2 separate regions of the Anas platyrhynchos genome follow, and region 1 is linked to region 2. The links are chromatin contacts, called in public Hi-C maps. All regions are on one chromosome and are shown on one strand. Each heading gives the region's core, a stretch centred on a gene start, on an enhancer-like site or on the middle of the called end of the contact. The rest is flanking DNA. Distances are from core to core; before and after follow the strand shown. Region 1 holds the start of GATA6 (GATA binding protein 6). Region 2 has its middle 53 kb from the start of GATA6.

Region 1 (3,587 bases), core at 8-2,507, 53 kb after region 2:
AGAAAAGGCGGGGAATTTCGAGACGACGAAGCGTTTTCTGTTGAAAATGACCCCCACGAAAGAGCGTCTAAAAGTCAAAAAGGTTAAAAAGAAAAGAAAAATCCCTCCAATCTCTGCCTTTTTTTATCAGGCAGGGCGACCCGAGGAGCGCTGTTCATTAGCCAGAAGTTCATTAGCCCGCCTTTAACCCCACAGGGAACCGGCTCCCCAGGCACCCGCTCGTCCCTCCCCGACCCCTGCCGCGACATCCCCGCAATCACGGCGCGCGATAAAGCCTCGCTGTCGCGACACGTCCCCCCCCTCCCAGGCGCCGGCGGAGCAGCTGGCTGCCCCGTGCCACATCCCCCAGCCTCTGTCGTCGCCTGCCCCAGGTCACCTTTGCCTTGCGACCCCCCAGGAGAAGCGGGGCCCGGGCCCCGGGCTGGATGCGGCCCCGGCGAGCCCGGGCTGAGCTCTGCTGGCAGCCCTGGCCGCGGATGCGTCTTTCTGGAGGGACTGATGATGACAGATACCCAGCTGATAACCTCTGGCGAACCGAGTTATTTTAATTTCCAGTCACTTTCCTGCTAAGTGCCGTATCGGTTTGTACACAGCTGAGATAAGAGGATAGGGCTGGGGAGGGGGGAGGAGGGGGGGGGGGAAGGGTTAAAGGGAGAGGTTTTGGGGGGGGGGAGAAAAAGGGAAGAATGAGAAAGAAACAGCGGAAAAATGCCTACCGCCTGCTGCTGGCTTGGCCACATCCTACGGCCGGCTTTGGCTTCACCTGATGGCTGGGGCAGCTCAAGGAGGAGCCACGGTTTTTTCCTCTCGGATGGCTCTGCTTATAAGAACCGGCAGATTTGGGGTCGTTCACCTGATCCCTTACAGCGGGAGCCAAGGGCACATCCTCCGGGGCACAAAAAAATCCCTAAGAAAACGTGAACGTTCCCCCTAAACGGGGGAGGGAGGAGAGGGGGGGGGAGGCATTCACTGTGCTTTAAAATCATCATCATCATTTCTACGAGCCCCCTCCGCTCACCCCTGGGCAGGGGGCCGCTGCCCCCTCCCATCCCATCCCATCCCATCCCCGCGGTGCCCCCCCCGTGTCCCTGTATCCGTGTCCCCGTCCCCCCCCCCCTCGACGGGGCGGCCTCCAGGGCGCCCGCCCCCTCCGTGGCCGAGCCTCGGGCCGGTTTCGCCGCCGGGCCTGGCACCCCCGCGGAGCTCCGTGTTTGTTTTAGGGCCGGCCGAGCCCAATCAGCGGCTGCTGCCTGCACTTTTCCGGCAGGGCTGCGAGAGGCGCCTCCTCCTCTCTCCTTTTTATACATCCAGCCGCCCGCCGCCGCCGCCGGACTCGCCGCCGCCGCTCGCCCCCCTCGCCACCGGATTTACCTCCCCGGGACCCGGCCCCATGAGGGCCACCGGCTGCAGGTTTGCCCCGGCCCTTTTTCTCTTATCCCCGAGCTTCCCCGGCCCCATCTCCCCCCCGCCCCGCACAGCCCACCCCGGGGCCGGCCGCCGAGGGGAGCCGAGCCGCTCCCGGCCCGGGGGAGCCCCGGGGAAGCCCGGTGGGCAAACATCCGATGCCGGTGGCTGCAGCCCTTATCTGGCCGGCCCTTATCTATCCGCCCGTTATCTCGCAGGGGGATAGGGAGAGGCGTCCCTGGCTGCCGGGGGGTGGGTGGCGTGGGGCCGGGCGCGCTGCGCGGGTCGGGGGGCGGTTATCTCGGTGGGCTGAGGGAGGGGACCCCCACCGGAGGCTTTGCTCGCTGTCACCCCTCGGAGTCCCCTTTCCCTTTCTGCTCTTTCCCCCCGAAACGCAGCGGGTGCCCGCCTGCCTGCCTGCCCGTGCCCCGGCGGTCCCGGGATGCCAGCGGTGCCCGGCTGGCGGCGGGACGGTGCCGACCCCAAAAGGACCTGCTGGGGGTCGGGGCCGTCCCGCTGCCACCGGCTCCTGCCCCATGCACAGCACCCCCAGCCCCGACCCCATCACAGCGCACACGTCGGGGCCCGGCCCCTGCGCATCCCCCGGCTCCCGGGTGCCTTCCCTCCTCCTCCTCCTCCTCCTCCTCCTCCTTTCCGTGACCTTGGGCTGGAGACGAGCAAAAGAGCGGGGCTCCCGGCGGAGAAGCTCCCGTCTCCCCCCGGAGAAGCACCCTTCCAGGGATCGCCCTGCTAATTGTTTTCTCGGTGGAACCGAGTCAAATGACTCATTCATTGAGGCAGCGCTAACAACAACAAGGGCAGCGGCGGCGGCCAAGCCAGGGGACACGTCCCTCTGCCCCCCCTCGTCCCCACACCCTCCCCAGAGCCCGGTGGGGACGAGGGGGGCAGCGGTGGGGCGGTGTGAGCCACGGGGCGCTCCGAGGGTCCCCGCTGAGCCTGGTTGCGGGCGGGAGAGCGGCTGTCCCGCTCGCTAACTTTGTTGTTATTATTTCTCTCTCCCCCCCCCTCCCTCTCTCCCTCCTCTTTTGTGCCCTCCCTCCCCGCCCTGCCCTGCGGACCCCCCTCCCCTCCCTCCTTCCCTCCCTCCCTCCCTCCTCCCCCTGCCCTCCTCCCTTCCCCATCCCCACCCAGCGGCTAGAAGGGGACCTGGATGGCCGTGGCTGAAGGCGGCTGGTGCGTGCTGAAGCGGGGCGCTGCGGACTCCGGCGCTTCCTCCTGCCCCTTCGCGGCCAGCGAGCCGGGCCCGTCTCCTCCTTCGCCTTCCTCCTCCTCCTCCTCCTCCTCCTGCAGCGGCGGCTCCCAGGGCGAGCGCAGCTCCTCCGAGCCTCCCGACGGCGGCCCCCGGCCCGCCCCGTCGCAGCCCTCGGGGGTCCCGCAGCCCCCCGGCCCGCCCGGCTGGGAGGACGTCCTGCTCCTGGCGGATTTCCAGCGAGCCACCAAGCTGATCTGGGCCAGCCGCGGCGCCAAGCCCAGCGCCGGCGGCGCCGAGCAGCCCGAGGAGATGTACCAGACCTTGGCCATCTCGGCCGCGCAGGGCCCCGCGCCCTACGACGGATCCCCGGGCGGCTTCATGCACTCCTCGCCCGGCTCGCCCGTCTACGTGCCCACGACCCGCGTGGGCTCCATGCTGCCCACGCTGCCCTACCTGCAGGGCAGCGGGGCGGCGCAGCCCAGCCACCCGGGGGGCGGCCACGCCGTCTGGTCGCAGCCGGCGGCCGAGAGCCCCTCGTACGGAGCCGGCGGCGGCTCGCACCCCTCGGGCCGCTTCCCCTACTCGCCCAGCCCGCCGGTGGCCAACGGGGCTTCCAGGGAGCCCGGAGCCTACGGCAACAGCCTGGGCGCCCGGGACCAGTACAGCCCGCTGGCTCGGCCCCTCAACGGCTCCTACCCGGCGCCCTACACGTCCTACGTGGGGCCGCAGCTCACCCCCGCCTGGCCCACGGCGCCCTTCGAGAACTCCATGCTGCACTGCCTGCAGGGCCGGGCCGCCCCCATCCCCGTCCGGGCCCCCAGCGCAGGTAGGAGCCGGGACGGAGCGGGGGGACGGGGGGGGGACGGGGCGGACGAGGGAATGGGGCGGGCGGGGGAACGGGACGGGACCCACGCGTGCCCGTGGCGGGACACGGGGGCGGCCCCTGCGTTGCTTTGGCTTTCTTCTCCCT
Region 2 (3,168 bases), core at 465-2,964:
CACCTGGCACGACAGAGACATCACTCCGGAGACACCAAGCTGGGTGATGCAAAGCGAGCTTAATGCCGTTTTCACTGCCAGACCTTCATTTGCACCTCAGCTTGCTTTTAATCCTTTTACTCCGTGTGCTCACCGGCACTGCTCCTCGGCACGGACACATCCTCCTCTGCTCCCGGAGGTGAAGAGCTCAGGGGATGCGGTGTGCCAGCCTCATCAGCATCCCCTGCTCACCCAGGGGATGCTCGGCGTGCGGTGAAGCATCCTCGGGCACAGGGAGAGGGCTGGGCGTATGCAGGCTGTGCATAGCTCTGGTCCTGGACAAAGAGAGCCTGTAAGGCTGCTGGGATTTGCCTTTATCAGCGGCTGGGGCAGGAAACGTCCCACACCACAATAACCTGAACTCCACCTTATGTCAGCAAGCCCTACAAACAGAAGGACCCGGCCGTGGGCTTTTGCACCGCCTGGTACTGTACACCGTAGCCTGCTCACATGGTGAGCGGACGGAAAAACAACACGACTGGCCTGTGCTGATGGCAAGCAGATAACCGCTCGCTCCGCTCAGACGGGTATTGTTTCCTTCCCACCGGCCTTCTTTCTGCCTCCACCGAGCGCACGATAAAGCCCTGGCTTTTTATAGGGCTTCTGTTTGAGTTTGTGCTGATTTCAATGCAGTCATTCAAAACTAACACGCTCGGTGAATTGTTAATTCAAGCTCCCTGGAACACGGCAGCTCGGGAAAAATGTAAAGATTATTCTTAACCAGTTAGCGCCGGGTGGGAATTCCCACCGCTGCTGGCGCTGGGGTTGGAGCTACCTGGGCTCTTTATGGTTAGGGATTTTGGAGCCAGGGCTGGAAAGGAAGGAAGGGATTATGAGTGGATGTAAGGAGTGGCATTTTGGGTTCTGGGCCATTATTTTGGTCAAACTCTGCTGATGTTGCTGTTTTACGTCCATGTGCAGCTAGAGATAGCAAAGACCGAAGGGACTGTTCAGAGCTGGATCCTTGTGCTGGCTATTCCCTGAAGTGCTGACAGTGATTTTAGATGTTTTGCTGAGTTCTCAGTGCGTTACAGCAGCTTCCTGGGCCACCTGTTAATAACCTCTCCTCCCTCACTGCAGCACCCGAATGGCAACAGCTCATCTGGGAGAGGTAAAATGCCCGGCACGCTGGGGCACGAGTTTGGGTTTGTAGCGGGATGGTGCCACAACACGGCCCTTTGGAGACCATGTGGTGCAGGTACTGCTGATGGCCCATCTCCTTTCAGTGCAGGGATGTGGGCATTTGCCTTCATCAGTGCTTCCTACACTATTTCCAAGCTGAACACTCCTCCAGAGAAAATAAATGGATCACGAGAGCTCTGCAGTGCAAGCTATCAAATGCTTCTCTCTCACATACAGCTCAACTGCAGCCCCGTCCCTTGGCAGGTCCTCCACGCTCTCTTCTCTCCCACCCAGGTGGATCTCTGCAGCTGCTTCGTATTTTGCCCTGGGTTATCTGCAGCAGCTTTTTGTGTTTCCCTTGTCTGTGAATGGGTTTGTTTCTGCTCCGCTCCCCCTTGCCGCATTCGCTGCGCTTGCCGCACCTCGCTGCACGCTGTCTCTCTGCCTCCCGTGAAGAGGTTAATTTTGGTTGCCTGAAATATGCGGTGGGGACATGGGAGAATCTCCCGTCCTTGTAGTCATGTGCTTCTGCTCTTTTCCAAAGCCAAACAACACAATACAATTGGAAAAGACACAACAGCCCGGGCTCCAGCGCAGTACAAAGTCACCGCTCCGTCAACATGGGCAGCAGCGCTACTTGTCAACATTGAGCGTGCCCAAAGGTTTGGTTTGGTGCTGCTGCTGCTGCTCGGATTGTGGAAACAACCACAAAATGGCTTTGCCACCCTGGTAATATGCAAAGCTTGAGTGAGAAGCAGCCTCTGGCCCAAGGAGCTGCGGTCCTGTTAGACACGACATATGCAGGCAGGGAGAAGAGGCACGGAGACAACAGTGGCAGGGCGAGGAATAATTAATCCCAGGTTTCTGCTCATGGAAGGCTTTCCAGGGCCCTGGGTTGCCCACCAGACCAGGCACCAACTCTAAACAGCTTTTTGTAGCCATTTTTTTCTTGATCAGTGAGTGTTTAAAGCAGTATTTTGATGTCCCTGCACTGATTTTACTCTGATCTCTGACAAGTTATTTTCCTGCAGCAGCAGCTGACTAAGCAAGCAGCTCCAAGCTGAGCCGGTGCCTCCTGGCTTGAGGGTCCTTTTTGGAGATGCTGTGATCCACCTGAGGGAGGGCTTTGCCTTGGTGTGATTTGAGACTCTCTGGGTGGCATACGCAGCTTGTGAAAGGTGCTGAGAGTCTTGCCTAAGAGCCTAATGAAATTAAGCACTGTGACAATTACTGTGGTCGGAGCAACATCTGCTTCCTCTGAAAAATCACAGGCATGGAACATAACAGGCCAGGAGGGGCAGGAGAAGGAAAAACAAACAAACAAACAAACAAACAACAAAAACACCAAAATATTATAAATTAAAAAAAAATAAAATAGAAGTCCTCCAGCACCTACAGAGCATTTGTGGTACATGCTGGCACCCACGCCTCCTGCCCTTGTCATGGTGTGGGGCTGATGGGGCAGGAACAGGGTAGTGCAGGGCACTACTGCTCCTCATGTCTCCTGTCCTCCCTTGTCATACAAACCCAAAGCACGGGGACTGAATGTAAAACTGGGTGGCTTTTAACATGCACACGAGCATTTTAATGCCTGTGTGCATGCAGACTTCAGCCTCGGGTTAGATTAGTTCTGTGCAATGCAGTCAGGTCCTCTGGTTGTTTCCACCTATTGCTCTTCCATTGCCTTCACAAGAGGTCTGCAGTGACTCTTCTTGCACCTGAATCCTCCCCTCCACGACAGAAAAGAAATGTTTGGAAAAGTTTTCAGCTTGCTGCTCCTCCTCCTCCTTGTTAAATTTAGCGCAATCTTGTAAAGCACCGTCAGGAACAGCAATTAGAGAGCCGCATGTTTTGGTTCATGGTTATCTGCAAGGTCAGCGAGAAGAACAGTTTGTGTTGGTGAAGGTTCCTTGGTTCTCCTGCAATTTAAACAGGGAGGCAGCACGTTAAAAATACAAAGCAAAGCAAAATGTGATAGCCTGTCATGACTCTCGCAAACTGAACCCC

Evidence for each region. Hi-C and Micro-C count contacts between places; a contact is called where the count stands out from the background.
Region 1: a Hi-C map of small yellow follicle shows a contact between it and region 2, with 2.4 times the contacts expected there. The contact joins the promoter of GATA6 here to the enhancer-like site in region 2. A contact is called at or near these places in 3 of 8 Hi-C or Micro-C datasets (F1 follicle, F5 follicle and small yellow follicle).

What each region holds. Positions count from the first base shown.
Region 1 is chr2:54,611,593-54,615,179 of IASCAAS_PekinDuck_T2T, forward strand. It overlaps GATA6 (GATA binding protein 6), which reads left to right and starts at 1,258. Exons shown (of 7, transcript XM_027451957.3): 1 at 1,258-1,410; 2 at 2,557-3,443. The coding sequence starts at 2,576. It overlaps LOC101798838 (a long non-coding RNA gene), which reads right to left and starts at 1,025. Exons shown (of 3, transcript XR_011807594.1): 1 at 717-1,025.
Region 2 is chr2:54,558,062-54,561,229 of IASCAAS_PekinDuck_T2T, forward strand. No RefSeq gene overlaps it. Among named protein-coding and RNA genes, the nearest start is that of GATA6, 53 kb to the right of the region's middle. Within about 2 kb of position 1,715, at least 4 of the 8 cell types and tissues checked have an H3K27ac peak or open chromatin away from gene starts, as enhancers often do. A contact at or near this core is called in F1 follicle and small yellow follicle, where this site is marked.